Regions from separate parts of the Sus scrofa genome. Here region 1 is linked to region 2. A link is a contact called in public Hi-C data. All regions are on one chromosome and are shown on one strand. The core of a region is the stretch at or near the end of the contact, and the rest is flanking DNA. Distances in the headings are between cores, read along the strand shown. Region 1 holds the start of CRB2 (protein crumbs homolog 2). Region 2 overlaps STRBP (spermatid perinuclear RNA-binding protein).

Region 1 (4,683 bases), core at 1,083-3,582, 210 kb before region 2:
CACATAAGCTTTGTGACTCAGAGCAAGTTACTGACCCTCTCTGGGCCTCACTTTCCTTCTCTGTAGACTGGAGGTATCAGAGTCAACCTCAGAGCGCTGTTGTGAGAGTTAAATTTGCTCATGTTAGTTCAGCAGCACAGCGTCTGCCCCGTAGTGGCCGATGGTATTATTTATTCATTTGCCAACAAATTTTACTCAGGGCGAACACTGACTCTTCAACAGATCCCGATGCTGGGTGCTTGTGTGCAGTTCCCCACGCCCTGCCTCTATCCCACAGGCTCCCACCCAGCTCTGGCTGGAGGAGGGGCCAGACTTGGGGCTGGACTCGCCACCCCTTTGTCATCCAGGCTCCCAGGGTGTGCGGGGAGCGGGAGGGATGTGAGAGCCTGATGTGCCCCATTGTGCTCTGAGATGCTTGGTGCTCTCCTAGCAACCAGCCGGCCTTTGCGGCAGAGAGGGCCTGAGGCAGAGGGGCCCCCACCCCCCCCTCAGGGCCTGGCGGGCTTGGCAGCAGAGCCTGGGGCCCAGGGCATCCAGAATCCCCAGCCCCTCTGGGATAGAGGCTACTTTTCAAGTGACACAATCCCCAGCGCCTCTCCTCCCGGCGGTCAGTACTTGGGTCCAGCATCCAGAAATGCTCAAGACTCCACCACCCCCACCAGCCCTCAGGGATCCGCAGAGAGGGGGCTCCCTCTGGGGGGAATCGCAGGGGGAAAGGCTGGCCCTGGGAGTCCCAGCGGGGCTGTGGGGGGGGGAGTGTGTCTATCGGTGTCCGTTCCCTCCTGTAGCATCTACTTTGTGTTCAGGCTGCTGCAAGGTGCATGTGAATGTACGTCTGAGTAAGAATGCACACATGTGTGCAGGCACACGTCACGTACGTGTCATGTGTGTGCCCACAAGTGCATGCGTGGGGGGGGTCTACGTGTACCTGTGGACACCTGTTCACGTGGTCATGTGTCCCACACTGGTGTGCTGGCAGGTGTGTGTGTGTGTACACATGTGATTTGTGTGTGTACACGCATGTGTACATTTGAGTGATCTGTGCGTGTGCATTGTAGGGTAGGGGACAGGCACCAGCTCACATGCCCCTTGTGCAGAGAGCAGGCCCCCAGCTCCTTTCAGATCTGCCTCAGGAGCCCAGGCTGCAGGCCTGCGGAGAGCAGAGGGGACGAAGGCTGAGAGGCTGAGGAAGCGCCAGGTGAGGGCCTGGGCGGGGGCGGGGGGGGGGGTGTGGGCCCCACACCCTGGGAGTCTGAGGAGGCGGGGGCTCCCCCAGCCGTGGCGGAGCCCAGGCCATTTGCCTGCGCAAGACGTCCCAGTCCTGGCCCCGTAGCTATAGTGACCAAGACAAAGCGTCCCTGGACCCCCCAGGAAGAATCCTAGGCCCGCGTGCAGGAATCCACTTGGACAAAAGCAAAAGCCTCTTGGTGAACAGGGCACGCTTCAGAAAGCCCTTTCAGCTTGGCCTGGGAATGCCGGGTGGGGGCAAGAGTGGACACACGTGTTCCCAGGTGCCCAGCCACCCCCCAGGGACCCCAGAGCCCCCCAGTGCAGGCAGGGCCAGCTCACACATGGAGGGGATGCAGACAGGCGCCCAGCTCCCCTGGATCTCCTTCCCTCTTCTCCACCCCAGTCCCCCGGGCTGGGGTCTCCCGCCCCTACCCCAGGTCACGAGCAGAGACACAGTTCCACCCACTTGATAACTTCAACCCCACAAGTCACGCTGGGATACAGCCCACCGCACCCAGAGAGCCTCAGACACAACTCCTGGCACGGGTGGGACAGCCGTCCCACCTCACAACTTCCACGCACCTACGACCCACACCCCGGCCTGCACACAGCACACATCAGAGCTCCCCAAACGCTGACCTCACAGGCCGGGACACCCGAGCCCCAACACCCCCTCCTGTGCAGGGTACAGCACCCCTCCCGAGATGCACAGAGCCTGTTACCCGGACCACAGCTGGCCACCATCCCCCCACAAAGTCCCCCTCGACCACGCGGGTGCCAGCTGCCCCAGCAGCACTCCCCTCTGCACCCCGCAGTCAGCCAGGCACCCACACGGACAGCCCCCCAGGGTCCAGGGAGTCTGTTTTGGGGGCAGAGCCAGCCCCAGGGCCTCCAAGGCTCAGGCCCCAACTCACCGGTCGGGAGGGCGAGGGCAGGGGCCCAGAGCAGCAGCAGCAGCAGCAGGAGAGGAACTGGGGGCATGAGGTCCTGGGTCCCAGGCCTGGCCAGCGCCATGGCAGCGCTCTGCTCGGCTGGCGGCTGTGGGAACAGGCGGCCTGGCGGGCTCCACACCCCCTCTCCCTCCAACCAGCACTAATGCCGTGGACAGAGGCCCGGCCCCTCCCCCGGCCTCCCGCCTCCTCCCCAGCCCGGCCTCCCCCGCTGCTCCACCTGGAGCAGGGCTCCGGAGCAGGGGCCAGCCACCCCTCTCCCCAAGGCCCCAGGGCTCCAGACTCCAGGTGAGGCCTCAGGGGTCCCCCGTGGGTCTGATGCTCTCTCAGGGCCCACCCCTCTCCCCCTCCTGAGCCCCCCCCCCCGCCTTTGCCTCCCTCCTCTCAGGTCCTGCTGCCTCAGCCTCCTGAGAGACACTTCTGTTCCGAGGGGCTCTTCCTCTCCCCAGACAATGCCAGCGACTCCCAAGACTTCAGCTGCCCCTCACCCCTTCTTCTCTTGGGGCCGGGCCTCCCTCCCAGACTTCCTCTCTGCCCCAAAGCCCCTGGCCCCTCCCGCTCAGCTTGCTCCCTCCCAGGGCAGCCCACCTGAAAAGGCCTCCTTCCCCCCCATCCCGTCCCTCCCCGCACCTGCAGCTGACACCTCCCCCCCATGCCCCACCTTCAACCCACCGCCAGCTTCTAGCAGCTCTTCCTTCTCACTGTCCCTTGGTCCCACCACCCCCTTCCACTCCCTTGGGCCCCACACACTGCCACACACAGCCCCTCCCACCACAGCCCTCTAAACTTTTCTGTTTCTCTCCTGTGGCCTAGATCCCCCGCCTTTGCTGTTTACAACTCCAGGAAACTCCCAGCAATCCAAGGCAGCCCATTCTACTGAACAGCAGCTCTCATGAAGCAGTAAGTTTTCCGGCTCCACTGCTGGAAGTCCTTCTTGTTGTCTAACCTTATAGTCTGCTGCACTTGACATTTGCTTGCTCCAGGCTGGAGGGGGGAATGTTTTGGGTGGAGAGGAGGCATTCTTGTGGGGACCTGACCCAGGAATCTAGGTCATCTCAAAGGCACTACAACATCAAAAAACAGCCCATTCTCCCTCTGCCCTCAGCTCCAGTGAAAGGAGAATCCCCTTGCTGAAAGAACTTCCTGAAATGAGCAGCTGGCCCCTGCCAACTCAGCCCTGTGTGGCCCAATTCAGTGACCATGGACTCGGGCCACGCAGGCCCTATGCTGGGCTCTGGATGTGTCCCTGACACCCAGAGGGCACAGTCTGGAGAGACAGCCCTGTACATTGATGGAGCTCCAGGCCGCACAAGAGGGACAGACAGTGGTCTGGGGCCCGCTCAGGGAAGAGAGCAGTGGGGGTCACACAGGGCACAGGTGGCAGCAGGTGGCTCGGAGGTCCTCCAGCGCTGGGGAAGAGCTCAGAGGTGGACAGGGGTCTGCCTCCCCGCCCCGTCTCCACCCTCTTGTCACGTGCCCTCCTGGGTTTTTGGAAGCCCCCACAGTCCCAAATCACTTTTAATTCCCCGCCTCTCACAGACAACCCCAACCCTACCCCGGAAGCCCGGTCAGATGAGTAGATCCAGGTTTGAGCCCCGCTCTGCCACTGATTAGGGAGTGACCTCAGCACCTGACTTCCTTTTCTGGGGCTCAGTTTCATCATCTCTAAAATGGGGATGACAGTGAGTTGAAGCGGCAGGGCAAGTTCCCTTTATTCTGCTTCTCAGAGATCCAGGGAGCCGCAGAAGGGGAACAGGAGGACCACGAGGCTGCCACAGCCCGCTGGGTCCCCGGATGCTCAGACCCAAACACCGGCTTTCACAGGGAGCTCCGAAGTCAGAAGGGCGCCTAATCCGAGCGCCTGTCCGGGCCCTGCCCCCAGCCCCGGTCCCGCAGCCGCCACGCGCCACCTTGTGGTCAGAACCGGGAGTGTCCTGAGGGGTCCTGGAGGGCGGGGAGGGAGGGATGCGGGATCTCAACAGCACCGGCAGAGGGAGCCCCTTGTGAGCTGCAAGGAGGGGGCCCGGGAGTCGGCGGGTGGCAGGCAGGACTGAGGCTAGACCCACCATCCTGACGCAACCCCCCGGTCCGCACCCCGAGAAGAGACAGTGAGAGTGGGTCAGCCCCTCTGAGAAGACGGTCCATCCGGAGGGTCCACTTCCTCTAACCTCCCGACCTGGGGGAGAGGGCGGTGAGGAAGAGGAAAACAAACCAACACGTAACCTCATTTTAGCCCCTCAAGGACACTGCAAGGGCAGCACTGACGCCATTTTACAGATGAGGAAACTGAGACCCAGAGAGGTGAGACTGGCTGCTCAGAGTCCCACAGCCGGGGGAGGGGTGGTGGTGCGGGGGATGGGGGGTGGGATTCAAACTGGGATCTGCCTGATGCCACCCCCTCTCCCCTCCTCCAACCTCTGACTCTAGGTTGACTAACTGCATTCCACACAACTCAGGAATTATTTGCTGCCTGCTCCCAGGTCAAGGGCACCCAGTCCTGAGG
Region 2 (4,878 bases), core at 398-2,897:
GTCTAGGGTTCCATTTGGAGCTGCAGCTGCCAGCCTATGACCACAACAACACAGGATCTGAGCTGTGTCTGCGACCTGATCTGAGCTGTGTCTGCGACCTACGCCACAGCTCACGGCAACTCCATGTCCTTAACCCACTGAGCAAGGCCAGGGATCGAACCCGCATCCTCATGGATCCTAGTTGGGTTCTTAACCCCCTGAGCCACAGCAGGAACTCCCATACACTTTTCTTTTTACTTCTGTAGCTTACGTTAGTTAATAACCTTAGAATAAGTGTTTATAGAAAAATGACTTACTTTGAAATTTTTTGTTAGTTGTGCTGCATTGCAGTACACTTGGAATATCCTTGGAGATTATCCATCCATTATATAAACTGTTTATAAAAGTATTGAAGTATGCTGCTACATAACAAGTGAATCTGATATGTGAGAAAAGGGCAGAGAGAAGTGGGCATAAATAATTCACATTAGACTGTTTTAACTGTATTAAATTGGGAAAGCTGCATGCCTTTAGTTTTTATTGGAGTAAACAAATCAGTTTTCTTTGGGGTTCTTGGTTTTTGACTTGCATCCTGTGTTGACTTGCAGCTGGTGTTAACCTCAGACTGATAACTGTTCTTTGAGAGTTGAGATTTCTCAGGGAGAGCATATTTGCAGGACTCAGGCATTTCTTTACAAATCTTGGCAAGGATGTAACCAAATGGTGTTAGTGTACTTAGTGTGAAGTACTACCTGAGTACTTTTAGAACTTAAGATGTTAAAGAAGTGTTCCTGGCCTTACTCACAATGAATGCAAGGAATTTATTTCCAGTTTGAAATGTTCAGCAGATTGTCAGGTTCTCCATATGAATTGGGTGAATTAATTTCAAGTTCTGTTGGTATAGAATTCTACATACACCCATTTTTTTGTTTAGAGTAATACTATTTTATTTATATTGACAAAGTCTTTTATACAGGATGCCATTGTTTATAAAGACTAGTGTCTGGCTTCTTATTTTCATAGCTACCCATAACAGTTTTTTGAGACACCTATTAAATATAGTTGTGATTATAATGAAATATGCCATTGCTTTTACACTCCAGCAATTTAAGACATTGATCAACCACTGTAACAAATGCAAGGATCTTTAGGAACCTAGCTCTATATCTTCTGATATAAACCTTTAAATCAATAAGTGACAATGCAGTGTCAGCCTGTTTGAAAGAGGCTTATAAAAGTGCTAGTGAACGTATTTTTTTTTACAAACATCTAAAAAGCAGTTTAACCTGGAAGGAGAAGTTAAAAGGTGGGCAAACATACATATACAAACTGTTCTGAAAACTGTATTTTTAAAAAGATGAGAAATTCTAGGCATGAATGGATATATAAGAAGAATGAACATTGGGGAAAACTATAAAGTCATCAAGCCTTGAGAGGCAGGGTTGGAGATACAAACATGATCTTGTTCCTGGCTCACTTACTTAGTAGTAGAAAAACCTAGACACTGAATCTTTTCTTTCAAGACTCAGTTAAGGTGTAAGTTGAAAGCCAGAGAGATGCCTAATAAAAGCTTCAGATGTCATTAGCAGGCAGGTTGGCTCCAAGGGTAAAGAAACTTCTTGAGTTCCTTTTTGTGCTAATTTCCCCTATTGGATTGAGTCATAGAATTTAGAGGTCAGTTGATGAATCTTCCTGTTTTGCAGATTGGATAATTGAAGACCAGAGGAGGAATAAAGGGGTTAGGCCATCATGTCCTTTTCCTTTGTACTTTTCACAGTGTGCTATTTTACTTTCCCCACCACCTCAGTGGTGGAACTTGACTCTAGGGTTTCTCTGCTTCTCATCTGCAAATTAAATGAACCCAGAGTAGCCTCAGGTTTATATTTCTGTCATTCTTTATTTATTTTTATTTTTGTTTTCCCAGGCTAGGGGTGGATTCAGAGCTACAGCTTCCAGCCTTCGCCATAGCCAGTGCAGCGCAGGATCTGAGCCACGTCTGTGCACAGCTCATGGCAGTGCTGGATCCTCAACCCACTGAGCGAGACCAGGGATCAAACCCATAACCTTATGGTTATTAGTCGGATTTGTTTCTGCTGTGCCACCACAGGCACTCCCCATCCTTTATTTATTTAATGATTTTATTTTTTCCATTATAGTTGGCTTACAGTGTTTTGTCAGTTTTCTACTGTACAGCAAAGTGACCCAGTCTCTCTTTCTCTCTCTCTCACACACACACACACATATTCTTTTTTCTCACATTATCCTCCATCATGCTCTATCACAAGTGAGTAGGTATAGTTCCCAGCGCTATACAGCAGGATCTCATTGCTTTAACATTCCAAATGCAATAGTTTACATCTATTAATCCCAAACTCCCAGTCCATCCCACTCCCCCCCCCCGCAAGCAAAAATCTGTTTTCCAAGTCCATGAGTTTCTTTTCTGTGGAAAGGTTTATTTCTGCCATATATTAGATTCCAGGTATAAGTGATAGCATATGGTTCTCTTTCTAACTTACTTCATTCTGTGAGAGTCTCTAGTTCCATCCATGTTGCTGCAAACAGCATTATTTTTTTCCTTTTTATGGCTCAGTAGCATTCCATTGTGTATATATACCACATCTTCTTAATCCATTCATCTGTTAATGGACGTTTAGGTTGTTTCCATGTCTTGGCTATTGTGAATAGTGCTGCAATGAACACACAGGTGTATGTGTCTTTTTCAAGCAACGTTTTTCTCCTTTGTTCCTTTCTTTTTTTGGTTGGATGATTTCCGCTTATTTTATGCTTGTGTACTTTTCTTTTTAGTTTTTGTGAATGTAATGTTTGGTTGTTCTGTTTTTTAAGTAAGTTAACCTTATGTCTGCTTGCTTTAGCCTGATAGTCTTATAAGCTCAAACACACTATTAGAAAGAAAAGAGTCTAGATTTTCTTGCTTTCCTTCCCCATGTTCCATGTTTTTGAAATCTTTTTTAAACATCTTCATGTGTGTCCTTTTGCTGTTCCTTGTGTTTATCGTCACTTTTACAATAGGTTTTCGTAAAATAGGTTTTTGTTCCATTTTAGATCTGTATACTGGCTTATTTAAGTGATTGCTTTCCAATCGTAGTTTCCTCCATCCTGTTTCTTCTTACTTTTTTTTTTTATTTAGAGAAGTCCTTTCAGTATTTCTTTTAGAAAGGGTTTAGTATTGCTGTACTCTTTTAGCTCCTGTTTGTTGGAGAAATTCTTTATTTCCCCTTCTTTTTTAAATGATATCTTTGTTGGGTAGAGTATTCTAGGCTACAGATTTTTCCCTTTTAGAGCTTTGAATATATCTTGCCTGGCCTGTGGTGTTTCTGTAGAGAAATCAGCTGATAGCCTTATGTGGGTTCCCTTATGATTAACACTCTGTGCTTCTTTTGCTGCCTTTAGAATCCTCTCTTTTAACTTTTGCCATTTTTATTATAATATGTCTTGGTGTGGGCCTGTTTGGGTTCAACTTGTTTTGGGCCCTTTGTGCTTTCTATATCTTGATATCTGTTTTCTTTAGACTTGGAAAATTTTCAGCCATAATTTCTTGAAATATATTTTCAATCCCCTTTTCTTGTTCTTCTCCTTCTGAAACTCCTATTATGCATCGATTGGGCTGCTTTATATTATCCCATAGATCTCCTATTGCTTTCATGTTTTTTTTCCCTTTGGTTGTTTTTGTCTGTTCTCCTGATTGGGTGATTTCCATTATTCTAGCTTCCAAGTCACTAATTTGTTGCTCTGCATTTTTCATTCCACTCCTTGGGGCCTTTTGCTCAGTTTGCATCCCTGCAAATGAATTTTTTAATTTTTCCACATTCCTCCTATATTTTCTAGTTCCTTTCTAAAGTAATCGTATTATTGTTCATATCTGCTCTTAATTCCTTGATATTCACCCTTAATCCCTTCAGTATTTTCCCTGTCTCCTTTTTGAACTCTGTGTCTATTAGACTGCACAGGTTTGCTTCATTGTTTCCTCTTTCAGGTGAATTCCCCTGTTCTTTTAACTGGGAATGATTCCTGAGCTCCTTCATTTTGCTTATATTTTTATTTTTTGTGAGTGTAGGGAAACCAAACTATAGTCGTGGAGGCCTATTTCTATGCAAGAGCACCCCTTTGTATTTTGTAGGAGGTTCTCTTTATTTTTGGTGTGGGAGTTTGGATATTTGCTCTCTCTCTCTTCTGTGTGATCAGGCTTTCATCCCTAGGGTGCTGAGTGTTTCCAGGGGAGAAGGAGGCAATGGGTAGGGCTAGTAGTCAGTGCCTAGTTGCTGGGATCTTGACAGTAGCAAGGACCTGCAGAAAGGTGGCACAAGCTACTCCCTACTTGCAGGGCCCTGGGAAGTGGTATTGAGCTCAGGCAGATTTAGGCGGTGCCTGGAGCATTTGGCAGTGGCAGTGGCAATGGCAGGGTGCGTGAGTCCCCAGGGGAATGAGAACAACAATGGGTGGTGTTCAGGTACAGTGCCCTCCTCTGTGGTGCCCTCTGAGGTGATTGGGGCCACGAGTGTTGCCTGTTCATGGACCCCTAGTGGTGGCAGGCCATGCCCATCTCTGGCGTCAGAGATAACTAGTGGTTTGCCATTGCCACCTGCAGTCCATGCAAGAGGCACCCTGTCCCACATAGCCCACGCAGGAGGTGCTGTAATAGCTGCTCCTAGTTGTAGGGTCCTGGGAAGTGACAGCGAGCATGTGTGGGTGCTGCCCGGAGCGTTTGGCAGTGGCGGCAGCAGTGCAGGTGTGTTCCCATGGGAGTGGGAGCAACAACGAGTGGGGCTCAGTTGCAGATTCCTTTTCTCTCTCTCTCTTTTTTTTTACCCAGTTATGTGGAGGGTTTTTTGTTCTTTTTGGAGGTTTAAGTTCTTCTGCCAGTTTTCAGTAGATGTTCTG

Evidence for each region. Hi-C and Micro-C count contacts between places; a contact is called where the count stands out from the background.
Region 1: a Hi-C map of alveolar macrophages shows a contact between it and region 2, with 3 times the contacts expected there. The contact joins the promoter of CRB2 here to the enhancer-like site in region 2. A contact is called at or near these places in 3 of 5 promoter capture datasets (fetal skeletal muscle and liver) and 5 of 47 Hi-C or Micro-C datasets (alveolar macrophages, epiblast stem cells, heart right ventricle and 1 more).

Annotation. Positions count from the first base shown.
Region 1 is chr1:264,275,198-264,279,880 of Sscrofa11.1, reverse strand. CRB2 (protein crumbs homolog 2) reads right to left here and starts at 2,332. Exons shown (of 13, transcript XM_003122155.6): 1 at 2,145-2,332. The coding sequence starts at 2,244. LOC102165127 (a long non-coding RNA gene) reads left to right here and starts at 2,343. Exons shown (of 9, transcript XR_002339005.1): 1 at 2,343-2,468; 2 at 2,994-3,080; 3 at 3,908-4,096; 4 at 4,414-4,481.
Region 2 is chr1:264,064,555-264,069,432 of Sscrofa11.1, reverse strand. The region is part of intron 12 of STRBP (spermatid perinuclear RNA-binding protein); the gene reads left to right. Among named protein-coding and RNA genes, the nearest start is that of GPR21, 110 kb to the right of the region's middle. Within about 2 kb of position 1,647, at least 2 of the 83 cell types and tissues checked have an H3K27ac peak or open chromatin away from gene starts, as enhancers often do. A contact at or near this core is called in alveolar macrophages, where this site is marked.